Linked DNA regions of Pan troglodytes: regions 1 and 3 are each linked to region 2. A link is a contact called in public HiChIP or PLAC-seq data. All regions are on one chromosome and are shown on one strand. The core of a region is the stretch at or near the end of the contact, and the rest is flanking DNA. Distances in the headings are between cores, read along the strand shown.

The links. HiChIP or PLAC-seq counts read pairs in DNA pulled down with a chosen protein or histone mark.
Region 1: an H3K4me3 HiChIP or PLAC-seq map of stem cell-derived excitatory neurons shows a contact between it and region 2, with 7 times the contacts expected there. The contact joins the promoter of RGS16 here to the promoter of DHX9 in region 2. A contact is called at or near these places in 2 of 7 Hi-C or Micro-C datasets (induced pluripotent stem cells and stem cell-derived neural progenitor cells) and 1 of 1 datasets of contacts at active chromatin or transcription factors (stem cell-derived excitatory neurons).
Region 3: an H3K4me3 HiChIP or PLAC-seq map of stem cell-derived excitatory neurons shows a contact between it and region 2, with 3 times the contacts expected there. The contact joins the promoter of RNASEL here to the promoter of DHX9 in region 2. A contact is called at or near these places in 2 of 7 Hi-C or Micro-C datasets (induced pluripotent stem cells and stem cell-derived neural progenitor cells) and 1 of 1 datasets of contacts at active chromatin or transcription factors (stem cell-derived excitatory neurons).

Annotation. Positions count from the first base shown.
Region 1 is chr1:66,494,590-66,497,289 of NHGRI_mPanTro3-v2.0_pri, forward strand. It overlaps RGS16 (regulator of G protein signaling 16), which reads left to right and starts at 1,338. Exons shown (of 6, transcript XM_003308627.7): 1 at 1,338-1,458.
Region 2 is chr1:66,268,779-66,271,478 of NHGRI_mPanTro3-v2.0_pri, forward strand. It overlaps DHX9 (DExH-box helicase 9), which reads right to left and starts at 1,442. Exons shown (of 28, transcript XM_003308631.6): 1 at 1,305-1,442.
Region 3 is chr1:66,516,233-66,518,932 of NHGRI_mPanTro3-v2.0_pri, forward strand. It overlaps RNASEL (ribonuclease L), which reads left to right and starts at 1,413. Exons shown (of 7, transcript XM_524990.5): 1 at 1,413-1,530.

The DNA.
Region 1 (2,700 bases), core at 88-2,587, 230 kb after region 2:
GGGGATGGAGGAAGTCTGCAGAATGCGTAGCTAACTGCATGGACAGTCAGATGACCCAGTACCAAATCATGCACGATCCTTCTATCTCTTCCTCCATTAACCTCTCTATGCTTCAGTTTCCCCATCTGTAAAACAATGGTCAGAGGACCTTCTTCAGAGGTTAGTGTGAGGATTAAATGAGACGAGGACTGTGAGAGCCATAAATGTAGAGCACAGTGGAAGTGTGCACACCAGTTGTTAGTGACTGTCATTGTGTTTACTGCAGCCAGGGTGTTTGGGACGCCTGGGGACTTGGATCCAGAAAGTTCCCCTGTGGTCACATTTGGAGCAGCACTACAGCTAGATGGCTGGCGGAGGAGGCGTGGCTCACCCAGGCTCAGTCACACAGCTCACCGCGTGTGCCCCCCTGCTCAAATGTGTGGGGCCTATTAGGGAGAGCTCATTTCTATCTCTGCAAAAACATCATGCACCCCCTGCTGTGCTCTTCTCTCTGTCCACCTGGGCCTGTTTCTAGGACAGCTGCTGTGTCAGAGGCTGAGGGCCTGGGAGCTTGTGAAAGGACCACCTGTTCCCATTGCTTTCTCCGGCCCTTCTCCCCCGCCGCCACTCTGCCGGCCCAGCCTCCCAGCTGCTCACACATCACACCACGTTTCTCCCTCTGCTCAGGTGTTGTGAGCACATTGTGAGAGGCATGATCCCTTCCAACTTGTCGCCACATTACAGCTAGTGTTGGTGCTTTTGTTGAGCCTCCCCTGCTTTCCTATAAAATGGTTTTTCTTCTGTGCCCCTGCACCAGACTGCCCCACCCCCACCCCCTACTCTCCCTGTTGACATGGGGACTCCTGGAAGGTGACTCAAAGGAGGAGGAGGTACCCCACAGAAAGTAGGTCCTTAACTCCCAGGAGATGACAAAGCCCCTCCCATGCCTCTGACCTGACATCTCTGCACGTGTGTGTGGTATTCACATGTTGGGGCTTGCTGTTCCTGGGGTCCTTGTGTCTCATCTGTGGCCTAGGTAAGCACCTAGAAATTTCTGACTAGAACAAGGAGGAGAAATGGCCTGAAGTAGCAGCCAAGGTCCAGGGGGAGAGATGCTCAGAGGCTAGGGAACATGGGGACAAGGCATTGAATAGCCCTGGGGTTGGACCTTGTGGATAGAACTGGGTTTCTAGCCTGGCACTCCCATTTACTAGGTGTGTCACTGTGGGGAGATTACTTACGCACCGATGTCTGTTTCCCCTTCTGTACAGGTGGCATCTGTAAGGCCCTGAGTCCAGCGTTGGATCATGGAGGGCCCTAAAAATGGTAGTTTCCTTTTCTCTAAGACAGGGCCTGGAGGAAGACCAGACATCAACCTTCCAAGCTGGCTGAAATCGTCTTACTGTCTGACACAGAGCCGGATTCTCCCTAGTACATGCTGCTCTGGAATACCTAGGAGAGGAAGAGGAAGGAGGCAAGGTAAGCTGGGGGCTTTTCACACTAAAGGCCTACAGAGGGGTAGGTGGAGTCGGCATAGGTGCCATGTGTGTTTGGTGTCTTGCTTCCAACTCTAGCTGGGCTCTGGAGCCACTGATGTCTGCTTGACCCTTCCCTGATTTTGCTCCAGTTTGCTCTGCACTGGGAGACTGCAAGCCACAGGGGGAGGGGAGTGTAAGAGGGCTGCAGAGTAATAAGTTTCACTGCATAATTCAGCCCTCCTGGGACCCATTTCCAGAAAGCTGACTGGCTGAAGTTTAGCTGAGAATGCCTGCAATCTGGAGGATCTGGGGCAGGCAGGGTTGACAGTTAATCTCCAAGGATATTCACCATGTTTGGAGTGGGATTCATTCACTCATTATTTAATGAGTGTCTCTATTGTGTTAGACACTGCACTAGGCACCGAGATTTGGGCTCCAGACCTCCCTGAGGCCGTTTTAGACCTGTCCAAGTAAGCATCCACATCTCAAAGGCAGCTTTGGAATGGAGGAGAGAACACTGAATGTCTCTGGAAACAGAGGTAGTCTGATATGTTGAGTTTTCCAAGAAATGAGGGTGGTTGGCCACTCATAGAGGTTCTCCTCTGCGAAGGTCTTTCAGTTCCCTGCCCCTACACACACACACACACACACACACACACAAACACACACAATATTTGAGAGTAAAACAATGTTCTCTCCTCACCTATTCTATATCCCCGTTCTCTTGACACAACAGTTAGGCCAAAGAGCAGAATACTTTCCTCTTGCCCACGATGTTACACATCAGCACTGGCTGTTGCCTTGGTGAGAGAATATGGTGTGGTGAGCGATGGTCAGAATCCCTCCTCTACTCCCAGATTAGGGGTGGCACCTGTTAGATTTCTTCTGGTGCTTATTTCCTTCTAGAGATAGAGGCACCATCTGGGGTGCTGTGCCTGTCTGACTTTCCAGTTCTAAAATAAAAATGTGCTCCATCCTCAGTTTGCAAAGGACTAGGGGACGGGAAATATAAACATCACCTTTCAGTCATTTGCAAATCCCAGGCCTCACGTTTCCCCCCTCTAATCTTTCATTCTGACTGGCTTCTCAGGGTCTTGGAAAATCATTACAGTAAAATGCAGATTCTAATAAGCCTTGTTTCTAAGTCTTAGTGAATGGAAACGAGATACTCTCAGAAAAATGACTTTTGTGACAAAGGTGAAGAAGGCAAGGAGGAGGTATGGTGGGAAAGAGGAAGACATTT
Region 2 (2,700 bases), core at 192-2,691:
GTGTCAAACAATATCCATAATAGATCATCTAAATGGAACTATTTTACTTAATCCTTAGTAATCTTGTACAGGTAAGATTCCCTTTAGAGAAGGGGAAACTGAGACAAAGAATATCTTGCTTCAGGAAGACAGAGCTCCTAATTATAAGAGCAAGAATTCGGGCGGGCGCGGAGGCTCACGCCTGTAATCCCAGCACTTTGGTAGGCCAAGGCGGGCGGATCACGAGGTCAAGAAATCGAGACCATCTTGGCCAACATGATGAAACCCCGTCTCTACTAAAAATACAAAAATTAGCTGGGCGTGGTGGCGCGCGCCTGTAGTCCCAGCTACTCCGGAGGCTGAGGCAGGAGAATCACTTGAACCAGGGAGACGGACGTTGCTGTGAGCCGCCATCGCGCCACTGCATTCCAGTCTGGCGACACAGCGAGACTCTTGCAAAAAAAAAAAAAAAAAAAAAAGGGGGCGCAAGAATTCAAGAAAACGTAGCCTGACTCCAGATCTACTACCTTCCACCACTACGCATTTCTGCTTCAAAATACGTCCCCTATCCATTCGTTTCTCCCCATCTCTCCTGCCACCACTACTGCACACCCGGGCTAGTGAAATATTGTCCTACACGGTTTTTGTTTCCACTCTTGCCACCCTAAAACCCATTCTCCTTTGAAGGCCTTCTCGCCACACTCCAGTCACATGGCCTGCTTTCAGCTCCCGCCCAGTTTCTGCCCTTAAGCGATAACTAATCCCTTCCGCATCTGCAGGCTCTGCTTTTCCTTCGCGTTGGCCGAGGTTATCAGCTCAAAGCCTCCCTCCTTCGAGACGCCTTACCTCGCTATACTAGCCAAAGGCGCTCTCCCTTTACATTCTTCAATTTCTTTTTGCTCTACCCACAAGGCCTGCACGACGGCGCCAGTTATTCGTGGCTTGAATGAATGACTGAAAGGCCCTAGGCCAGTGGCGCCCAGGCGGCAACCACCACAGGCGAAGCACCCCCTTCCCTCAGCCGCCGCGGTGCCCCGGCGTACGCAGGCCAGAGGAGGAAGCGGGCTTTGCCTGCTAGAGGCAGCAGCGGGAAACGCTGGGCGGAGGGGAGGGGGCCACAGGCTGCCCGGACGGCGCAAGCGCATCGCGGCGAGGCGCGCACGCAACCCGCAATCCGGGGACCCGCGGGCGGCTCGTCCCTTCCCCCACCCCCAGCCGCCGCCGCCGCCCGCGCTTCGCAACAAAGCCGGCTGCGGAGCCATGGTCCACGCCGCCCGCCCGCGACCCCGCCGCCCCGCACGGTAGCCGGAACGTCTCTCCCTTACCAGCCTTCGCTTCCTGGTGCCCAGCTCTTAGGACCGTGTGTGACTCTGGCCTTCTACCGAGACAACAGAGAAACGCACAGCAACTCGCATGGAGGAATCGGCGAAATGGCTCCGACCGCGGCGCTAGGGGGCGGGGCCAGCGAGCGTACGCATGCGCAGAGCGCGTGCCAGGGCGGGGGATGGCGAGGGCGCGCCAATGGAGGGGGCGGGGCTCAGCCACCTCGCGGCGCGGAAGGGTTTCGTTGCTAGGGAGATGGGCTGAGCCGGGCGGGCATCGCGCCAGACCTGCTGCTCTGGATAATCCACTACCCTGGATAATCGGCTGCCCGCTTTTGCGCATGTTAGGGAGTTGACGGCCTGTAGCATTCTGATGCAGCAAAATATTTCGCAGGGTCTGTCATAGGGATCTCCGGTGAGAGGAGGTTCCCTTCGAAGGCAGAACTGGAAACCTTGCTGCTAACTTGGTAGGGTTGTTGAGATAATTACATGAGATGGCATATGAAGGGCGGCTTAGTTCAATACCTGGCACGTAGTAGGTGTTCAGTGGGCGTAGTTACCGGATTGATTCAGATAGTCTGAACGCCAGTGTCTCTTGAAAGAAAGAAACTGGCCGGGCGCGGTGCCTGTAATCCCAGCACTTTGGGAGGCCGAGGCGGGCGAATCACTTGGGGTCAGGAGTTTGAGACCAGCCTGGCCAGCGTGGTGAAACCCCGTTTCTACTAAAAAAAAAAAAAAAAAAAAAAACAAAAATTAGCCGGGCAGGGGGGCGGGCGCCTGCAATCCCAGCTGCTTGGGTGGCTGGGCGGGCTCCTGCAATCCCAGCTACTCGGGAGGCTGAGGCAGGAGAATCGCTTGAACCCCGGGGTCGGGGGCGGCGGCGGAGGTTGCAGTGGGCCGAGATCACGCCATTTTCTGGGCGAGAGAGCGAGACTCCGTCTCAAAAACAAACAAAAAACCATGAAAGAAATAAGCTCAGTGAAGGCGGGCATTCTGCCTGGCTAACGCAGGTCGCTCCTTGCCGTGCCTGGAACATTACTTAAGTGCTCAGCAAACTACTTTAAGGTAGGAATAAAATCTGCAAGGTTGCTTTTGTTTAAATTGGATAACCTTTTGTGTTCCAAGTCTTTGGAGTAATTTTGTGTTCCAAGTCTTTGGAATAATTGTGTCCTTAATTATTATACTAGTCAGTGTTAAATTTTGAAACTCCAGTGCTTCCCATGAAGGTAATGATACAAAACATTTCCAGCTGGGATTGTTCCAGGGAATCCAGACTAATGAATTATCTGGGCTCATTATATCTATGGATCTTTATTTTTCACCTCTTTCCTTATGTTTTTCTTAATCCTTCTAGCTGATAGTGATCACTCCCTTTAAAACTGGCATTCTTAAAATCAGA
Region 3 (2,700 bases), core at 163-2,662, 250 kb after region 2:
GGTACTATGTTGGCTCACTTCAACCTCCACCTCCCGGGTTCAAGCAATTCTCCTGCCTCAGCCTCCCGAGTAGCTGGGATTACAGGTGCACAACACCACACCTGGCTACTTTTTGTATTTTTAGTAGAGACGCGGTTTCACCATGTTGGCCAGGCTGGTCTTGAACTCCTGAACTCAGGTGATCTGCCTGCCTCGGCCTCCCAAAGTGCTGGGATTACAGGTGTGAGCCACCGCGCCTGTCCAACAAGTATTAATTAAATGAATAATGGGTTAAGGATTTTTGAACTTTGTCCTGAAAATGATGGTGGGTCAATGATGCAGGGTGGAACAATGGATGAAGGGCTAGGAAGCAAGTCATCAGTTTCTTGCTATAAATGATGACAAGGACTCGACTGGTCATCCCTTTGCAGATGAAAGCAAGAGACTTGGTGTTGGGATGAGGATGAGGGGTGGCCTCCGGGTGATGGTGCCATCTGTGGAGATGGAATAAGTGGGAGGAGGGGCAGATTTAGGAAAAGATGAGTATTTCCATTTGACACATATTCAAGATTTGTAGGTCTAAAGCTCAGCAGAGAGGCTGGGGTTAGAGAGCGAGGCCTGGGAATCCCTGGTGTATAAGGGGTGGTAGAGGCCCCGGGTCTGGATGGTGTGACACAGGTGGTCGTCAAGTGACCATGCACTACTTGTTGTTCACAAGTCCCAGGGCTTTGTCTCCCCAGCAAGACTGGGTATTCTTTGGGGATGGAAATACTTTCCACTACAGCACTAAGTACACAGTACACAGCTCATTGCTAGGAAGATAGTCAAGAACAGAACTTGTAGAGCAGAAAGGAACCTTCAAAACCAAGTTATAGGAGAGAACTGAGGCCCTACATGGTTAAATCACATGCCTGAGGTCACTCAGCTAAGCAGCCACAGAGCTGGCTGTAGGATCAGGTCTCCAGACTGCCAGTCCGGTACCCTCCTGAGAAGGCCGCACTGCCTCAGAGCTGTGAGTTGAGTGAGCTGAGACAGGTGACAGGGCTTGGGCTTTGGGCTTACTTAGCTTCTATGAGCCTGCGTTTCATAATCAACAAGATTGTCAGGGGTTAACTGGGACCATGCTGCACGTAAAGCATTGTGTCTGGAACACAATAGGTGCTCAATATGTGTTTACTTTCCATTCCTTTCTTCCAAGAAGACCAGAATTTGCAATGACAAAAGAAAGGACGCAAGAGTGATGGATGCAGTTGGCTGCTGCCACCTGAAAGGCTGCAAGACTGAGAGGTGAGTGACATGACCCCGGGCATCACATTCCTCATCAGCAGACAGAAAGTGGCTATTGCTTTCCTCCAGAAGGTGTGCAAGTAGAAGCTTTGCTCCTGGTGCCAGAGTGAGCCTGTGGCTGCTTTCCCTCCCACACTCCTCACTCCTTTCTTGGCTCCGCCCTGCTGGCTCAGTGACGCAGCAGGAGGAAACTGCTCGGGCTGCAAGCAGTCTTCCAGGCTTTGCGGCTGCCAAAGGAATAATTGAGACGTCTGAGTTGAGCAGGTAAGGCAGGCAGAAGGAGGAAAGCTAGAAAACCTCGATAAGTCGATCCTGAAGAATTCTTGGGCTTTGGAGACTGGAGAGGCCAGGGGCTGGAGGACTTGGGAAGTGGGAGGGGAGCTCCCAGCCCTTGGCTGCCCGGAAGGATCTTCCTCAGTGCCCTTCCAGAGTTCTGTCAGAGTCCACACGTCATTTATCCATGTCCTCAGTTTCTCAGGCATCTCTTTGCGACTTACTCAGGTCGCACAGAGAAAGTGAAATTGAAAGCAGGATTGTCTGTTGGAGTACTTCCGCAGGCTCGTCTCTTCTCGACTCTGATGCGTCACTCAGGGCTTCCTTGATATTTCCTCTCCTTCCCGGCTCCTTTGTTTATACCAGCCCACCTCACATCTGATTGTAATGGGGACGGTCTACACAAACACTTTGGTTCAAAGATTTCATTGCCTGGTGATCGTGTATGTGTTGCACAATTAATTAAACTTCTAAGAGGCTAATCAATTAACCTCTGAGGCTTTGAAACTGTCAGAGTGGTGAGATTGCTGAAAAAGGGTTGCTTCGTGAATTCTATAGCAGATGCAGTAATTTAAATATTCAGGTAACAGTTTCGGGCTGTCTGATGATTGAACTGGATCTGTAATTCTCAGATCTGATTGACAGTTGGACGAAATTGATAGCTGCCAGTTGCCTATTCGTGTAGTAGCTATATGCACATGTGTAGGGAGAATAGAATTCACTAAGCAATTTATTTTTTCATAAAGGGATATAATTAGCTCTAACATTCATTGAGCGGCTAATATTTGCAACACTCCATACTTTAATGTACTTTACACACGACTGTATTTATTTTTGTCTCCATTTCAGGAAATAGAAAATTGAGATTCAACAATCCAAGGTTACAGGAAGTAATAGTAAAAAATTACACAGCCACAAGCTCAAACTTAGATCTCCCTAAGGTTAGAGTACAAGCTCTTTTCACTACTGCAGATACTCCTTGACTTATGATGGGGTTACATACAGATAAACCCTTCCTAAATTGAAAATATTGTAGGTCAAAAGCACATTTAATACACCTAATCTGCTGAACGTCATAGCTTATCCTAGCTTACCTTAAATGTGCTCAGAACACTTACATTAGGCTACAGTTGGGCAAAATCATCTAGCTCAAAGCTTATT